Regions from separate parts of the Mus musculus genome. Here region 1 is linked to region 2. A link is a contact called in public HiChIP or PLAC-seq data. All regions are on one chromosome and are shown on one strand. Each heading gives the region's core, a stretch centred on a gene start, on an enhancer-like site or on the middle of the called end of the contact. The rest is flanking DNA. Distances are from core to core; before and after follow the strand shown.

The links. HiChIP or PLAC-seq counts read pairs in DNA pulled down with a chosen protein or histone mark.
Region 1: a contact with region 2 is called in an H3K4me3 HiChIP or PLAC-seq map of embryonic stem cells, with 7 read pairs. The contact joins the promoter of Il17ra here to the promoter of Erc1 in region 2. A contact is called at or near these places in 1 of 39 promoter capture datasets (liver), 1 of 115 datasets of contacts at active chromatin or transcription factors (embryonic stem cells) and 1 of 9 other capture datasets (adipose tissue).

The regions. Positions count from the first base shown.
Region 1 is chr6:120,461,802-120,464,636 of GRCm38.p6, forward strand. It overlaps Il17ra (interleukin 17 receptor A), which reads left to right and starts at 1,396. Exons shown (of 13, transcript NM_008359.2): 1 at 1,396-1,665. The coding sequence starts at 1,528.
Region 2 is chr6:119,846,798-119,850,081 of GRCm38.p6, forward strand. Erc1 (ELKS/RAB6-interacting/CAST family member 1) reads right to left here and starts at 1,353. Exons shown (of 21, transcript NM_053204.2): 1 at 1,080-1,353. 3110021A11Rik (RIKEN cDNA 3110021A11 gene) reads left to right here and starts at 1,396. Exons shown (of 1, transcript NR_030776.1): 1 at 1,396-2,232.

The DNA of each region.
Region 1 (2,835 bases), core at 146-2,645, 620 kb after region 2:
TAGTGGGGGATGGGGCCCCCCCTTTAAATTTCAAGGATTAAACATTGGGCCTTGATCAGAATCTTTGTCTTGGTCTCATTCTTCTCTAGTCATCATTCCTATCCAACCCCAGCTTTCCTTTCGGGAACCCAGTTCTCCGTGGCCGCTGGCGACTACACCTCCCGAGATGGGAATCAGCTCCCAAGAACCTTGGTAATAAAGAGAGAGCCCCTTGTTGGGTCTGAGAAAATAGCCAAAGGGTTTCAGTAAGACAAAAGTTTCCTTCTGCAAAACGGTGTACAGCCGTGTCTTACTGAGCGCATAAGCGCATCCAGTGAGAGTCGCGCTTGGTTTTATTCCCAACGTTAAGGGGTCCTGTGCCTTACTCCAGGTGGTCAGATCGTGGCCTCACATTCTTAGATGTTGCGGTTGATACCCAGAATGCAGTTTTTAGCAGCGGTGCAACCATGAGCACATATTTTCATTACAAGAAGTGTTAGTCTTGGAGAAATTTGAATTCCTAGTGGCTTCTTTGAATTTTTTTTTTCTCTCCAGGGGGTTCTAGAGGGCATCCCCAGGCCTTGTCAGAGACTCTGTCCGTTGTACTGCTCAGTCCCCCATCCTTCCACGCCTCTGCCCTCAGCCTGGCCTCAAACCTTCCTATGCTGTGTACCTTACCCAGCCAAACTGCACTCGGCGAGGCCACAGTGAGGCTCCTTGAAAGAGCTGGCTGTCTACACAGGCTGTCTCCGTTTCCCTCCTCTGATCCACTTTTAACCCTTCATACTTAGCAATGCTACCCCCCCCCCCCCACACACACACATCTCTGTTACAGAATGCCGTGTTTGCTTTAGTCCAGCCATGAGGTGACTAATTCACTGTCCAGGGTTTTGTTTTGTTTTGTTGGGTTTTTGTTTTGTTTTGTTTTGTTTTGTTTTTGAGTGTGCAAATGTATGATTCAACGCTGAAAGGGAAAAAATATAGTTTCATGGACTTGCTATATGAGACTTAAGCTACATGATCTGGCCATCAAAAACTAGAACTTTGTAGAAAAAACAAAAAAAACAAAAACGAGAAATAAGCATTACGACGATGCGATGGGCTTGTTTCTCCATAAAAACTGAAAGGGAGATTGAGCAAACAAACTCCTTGGAGTCCCGAGTCGGAAATTAGACTAAAATGATGAAACAGATCAGTGTAAACCGGGAGGGTACGATGGCGAGGACAGTCATAGCTCCACAGCAAGTTGACAGCGGGGCTCGGCTCCTTAAAACGGGTTCCTGGGCTCCTATCTTACTTAGCTGAGCAACATCCAAGGAGAGCCAAAGAGGCCAGGAGCACACCTGGGCCAAGGCGGAGGCGGGGCCAGAGGAAGGACAGCCCCCACCCAAGCCCCGCCCCGAGCGGCCCGCCCTCGGGGGAGCCGGAAGCGGGACAGAGGAGGCCGTGTGAAGCCGACGAGCGCCAGTCCTCGGCCGGGAAAGCCATCGCGGGCCCTCGCTGTCGCGCGGAGCCAGCTGCGAGCGCTCCGCGACCGGGCCGAGGGCTATGGCGATTCGGCGCTGCTGGCCACGGGTCGTCCCCGGGCCCGCGCTGGGATGGCTGCTTCTGCTGCTGAACGTTCTGGCCCCGGGCCGCGCCTCCCCGCGCCTCCTCGACTTCCCGGCTCCGGTCTGCGCGCAGGAGGTGAGAGAAGCCGGGCGGAGCGGGGATGCCCGGGCCGTCGGGGGTGGTGGAGAGGACGGCGGAGGGTGGTGAAGAGGTGTCAGAGGGGCGGGCGTCGGGAGGGCCGTCGGGAGTGCGGAGGGCTGTCAAAGGTGCTGAGAGCCGTCGCGAGTGCGAAGGGGCGGACGGCCCAGGCTCTGGCGGGCCCGGGGAGGCTGAAAGTCCGCCCTAGGGGCTCGGAGGACGGTCCCGGGCATGGGCGCAGCGTGGAGGCGCGCTGGCAGCGACTCCGGGAGTGGAGTCGCGGTGAGGGGGAGTTCTAGGGAAACTACGCGGGCGGCGGAGTCACTGGTAGCGCGAGGCGGGGTGACAATTCCGTCTGGGCCTCGGAATTGGAAGATGGAGGCACCAGAGGCTGGCAGCTCGGGATGGACATGGACCTAACCTTGGCAGGAGCTGAAATAATCTGGACTGGCCCCTAACTCCTTGCTTCCTGAGCAGTCAATCCTCCAGCTCTCCCATGCTCAGGTGCCCCAGCCTGGCCTCGGGGGTCCCCACAGGTTGGGTAGTGCGGGCGAGCCCAGTGCCCAGGGGAATCAAACAGGATGTGGGTTGAAAGATGCCGTCCATCCCATCTTTTTTTCACCACCACGTGTGTCCCAGAACCGAGCCTGCCAAAATTGAGTTAACATGTGTGGAAGTCTGCCAGTTTGTTACTGCCAGGGAGGACCACCCCACCCCCACGCCCCGCTGCGCTCTTAGGAAACTGACACACCCCTGGCGGTTGAACCTTACTTACTGTCAAAACAAAGCATAACAAAAAAACAGCGAACCTGTGCAAAACCTAGTGTCTGTTCCACGCATAAACTTTCCTCCCTGTCTCCCTTCAAGCCTTCTCTTCCTCCACTGGTTTTTCCAGCCCCTTCCCCTCCACTTCCACAGCTGACCCCAGGAACTGTGTCCAGTCGCTGAGTCGGAGGATATGAAACAAAAGGATAGTTCTTATCTAATTTTGTAGATTTACCAAAAGAGGGTGGGGAGAGGGTGACTATTTTTACTGGAAAAACTGTGTTTTTTAAAAAAGTCTGAGGGCTGCTGGGAAATGTCATAGTGCTCCCCGTACTGGGAAAGTCAGAGTGACATCTTCAGACAGGGCCAAAGTGTCAAAACATAGAGGATTGCTGTTTGTGT
Region 2 (3,284 bases), core at 103-2,602:
ATCGGAAAAATAGGGACATCCAGATAACTCAACAGAAAAAAGTGCTTATGTCACAAGTCTAATAACCAAAGTTTGATCCCAGCCATCCACAGTGGGAGAACCAAGTCCCAAAAGCTTTGACCTTTGACCTCAAAGAGGGAGGGAGTAATCTATCGTGTGTATGCCAGGCACACACACATAATGATTAAATAAACGCAAAATGTATCAAGGTCTATTGAAAAACAAGATGTAAGAGACAGTTGCACTTTAAACGCTTAAGCAATTTCATACAGTCATCTCCAACAGAACTGTTCACAGTTCGCTCAAAGCAATCAGCCACAACCACCTGCAACTATTACTCTGAGTCCAGGGCCTTTTCTTAACGGGTCAACTCAAAAATGAAAAATGGTACAAAGAGATCAAGCACAGGAGAGGGGGTTGAGGGGGGCAAGGAAAAGAAAAGGCTGATAGCACTTTTGAGGGGCTAAGAGTAATGAGACTCACTCCTTCATGGTTGGTTGCTATAGAATGAAGTTGTCTAAACACCAACATCTTCCTTCTTGTGTGTAAAAACCTCACTCACTCGCGCTCCCAATTTACCAACCCCAAGTCAACGCAAAGGGATTCTCTTCCCTCAGCGAATTCTACTCATCTGACCAAGAAAAGAACCAAAACCCTAGAGTGGCAATGTGAGATCTGCTGCAGTAGCCCCTCCAGCTACCTCCAAGGCGACATCCATGCCTCATTTTCCATCTGAAATACAACCTTTCCTCTTCTATCTAACCAGGTTCAAAATAATAAGATCATCTTAAACATTTTACATCCGATCCACCTTGGCCGCACCCCAACTCCAGGGCTCCCCAATAGCCCCACATCATGCCTCCCACCCTCGGCTCTCGGTGGGCCAGAAGCCCCCCACCTCCCACCTCCAGCAGCGATCCTTACCGCCAGCGCCTTCGCTCCCGCCCAATCCGGGAGCTCCGCAGGGCGCGGCCGCCGGTGGGCTCGGGTGCGCTGGGGCGGGGTCCGCCCTCCCGACCTCCCCATCCTCCTCCCCACCCCCGGCCCAAAAAGGAGGGGGAGGGGTCCCCAAGCCTCACCTACAGCTCCGCCCCTCCCCAGGGGCGCTCTGCCCTGCCCAGCCAGGGCCGGGAGCGCCGAGCCGGGTAGGAAACGACAAATGCCTCGGCGCCTGCGACCTCTGGGCAGATCGAGGTTCCGCCTGACGAGCGAGCCGCTGCCGACGCGGCCGCCTTACTCTCCTCAGGGCCGCCGCTGCTGCTGCGGTTGCTGCTACTGCTTCCCGGACAGCCTGCCGCCGACACTACCACAGCCGCCGCCGCCGCCGCCACCGCCACAGCACGACCGGCGCCCGCGACGTCACCACGCCCCGCCCCCCGCGCACACCTAGCCCCACCCCCTGTCGCCCGCGCGGCGCCCTCGCCCCGCCTCCCGCTCTCCCGGGCCGCTGGGCTTTCCCTCGTCCCACTGGGAAGCGCCCCGCTACGCCGCTCCACGGGACCGCGCGCCAGGATCGACAAGTGCGGCGCTCCGAGGCCGCGAAGGTAACTGGGTGCCGAGGCAGGGTTGCGCCACACGTAGCGCCGCCCCTCACACACACACCCACACCCACACCCACGGCCGAGCGTCCACCGGGAGCCCGGGCCGCGATATTGAGCGAGGAAGGTGCGGACGAGGAGGGGCGGCGTTTGTCTCCTCCTGCTTGCCGTAGGACGTGGACTGCTGGAAGCCCCAGGAGTGGAGTGGCCTTTCCCAAACCTGGAGTCGCCCCGCCCCTTCCTTGGCAAGCCCGTTACCCGAACCCTGGGACGGCCGCCACCTTAGGAAATAAATAGCTCAGGGCTTGTCATTAGAGCCACGGCTGCCTGGACACCCTTTGTCCAAGAGAAGTTAGCTTCTCTCACCCTTGGCTTTTGCGCTGTGAGGCTGTGGAAGGCAATAATACTCTTGAGTCATCTGGGCTGTCCAAGCGGTCATGGCAAAAGACCCTCGCCTCAGTAGGTGGCTTTTTTTGCAAGGATCATTCCAGGGAGGAAGAGTGTGGGCGGAACCTGATGTCCACATGCAGTGTACTGTGCCAAATGCTTCACCGCGTTACCTTTTTTATTTAGCCCTCACACCAAGCAAGGCGAACTACAAAGCAGCTGCTACCTTATTTTAGACAGCCCAGTTTTCTGCTGCTGAATTTCAACCTTTGCCTTTTGTCAAGAGCAAGCCAAAAAAAAAAAAAAAAAAAAAATACGGAGGTGGGGGCAACACATAGTTACTAATCTTAAAAATGTAGATAAGCTATCTCTAAGCCGAAAATCCAAGGGTGGTGTGAATTACACTCATCCCCATACTCACAGCGCTTATTAAGCTAATTTGAAATGCCTTTGAGATGAGAGGAGCTAAGACTCACCGGTTTACTCATCCCTAACCTCCCACCATCATAATTAACCGGCTTACACTCTTCCTAATCCCATTAACATCTTCCCCCATCCTGTAGTATTCACGTTCATCCACCAAACTATATTTTGTCCTTTCCAGATTCTCTAATTGTTCCCTTCCAAAATGCACTTGGGTCATTACAGCTCCTTGGGCACACTAAACTGATTCCCCTTCAGTACATCTAACATATGACAGCCAATTGTTAGAGAGTGTGCAGCTAAACGGGACTATTCAGCAGCCAGAAAAGAATCTTCAAAGATTTCGTTTCTGGGGCTGGGAAGATGACTTAGTGGATACGAGCATTTGCTCTACAAGCAGGAGAACCTAAGTTTGAATCCCCAGCACCCACATAAAACCCAGGCATGGCTTCAAGTATCTGTAACACCAGCACTGCAGAAGGAGGACAGATTGATCCCAAAAGATGAGCTTCTGATGCAGTGAAAGACCCTGTCTCAAGGCAACAAGGCAGAGGGCAATAGAGGAAGACACCTGATGTCATACTCTGGTTCCTTACACACACACACAGAGAGAGAGAGAGAGAGAGAGAGAGAGAGAGAGAGAGAGAGAGAGAGAGAGAGAAATTGAGAAATTGAGATTTCATTTCTTAGATATCTAGGTACTCACCCATTCAAGCCATTCTTTATGGGCTGTTTTTCCAGATACTTCTCTGTATAATAAGTAAAGAGGCGCTTGCCTTGCTATAGGTGTATGTGTCTCTGTTGGGGGTTTTGTTTATCTGTTCGATGCATGGTCCAGGATGTCCTGGAATTCACAACAGTAGCTGGTCCAGTCTCCCTAATGATGAGATTGCAAGCAAGTGACACTACACCTGGCACTCCCCGGGGGATTTGTAT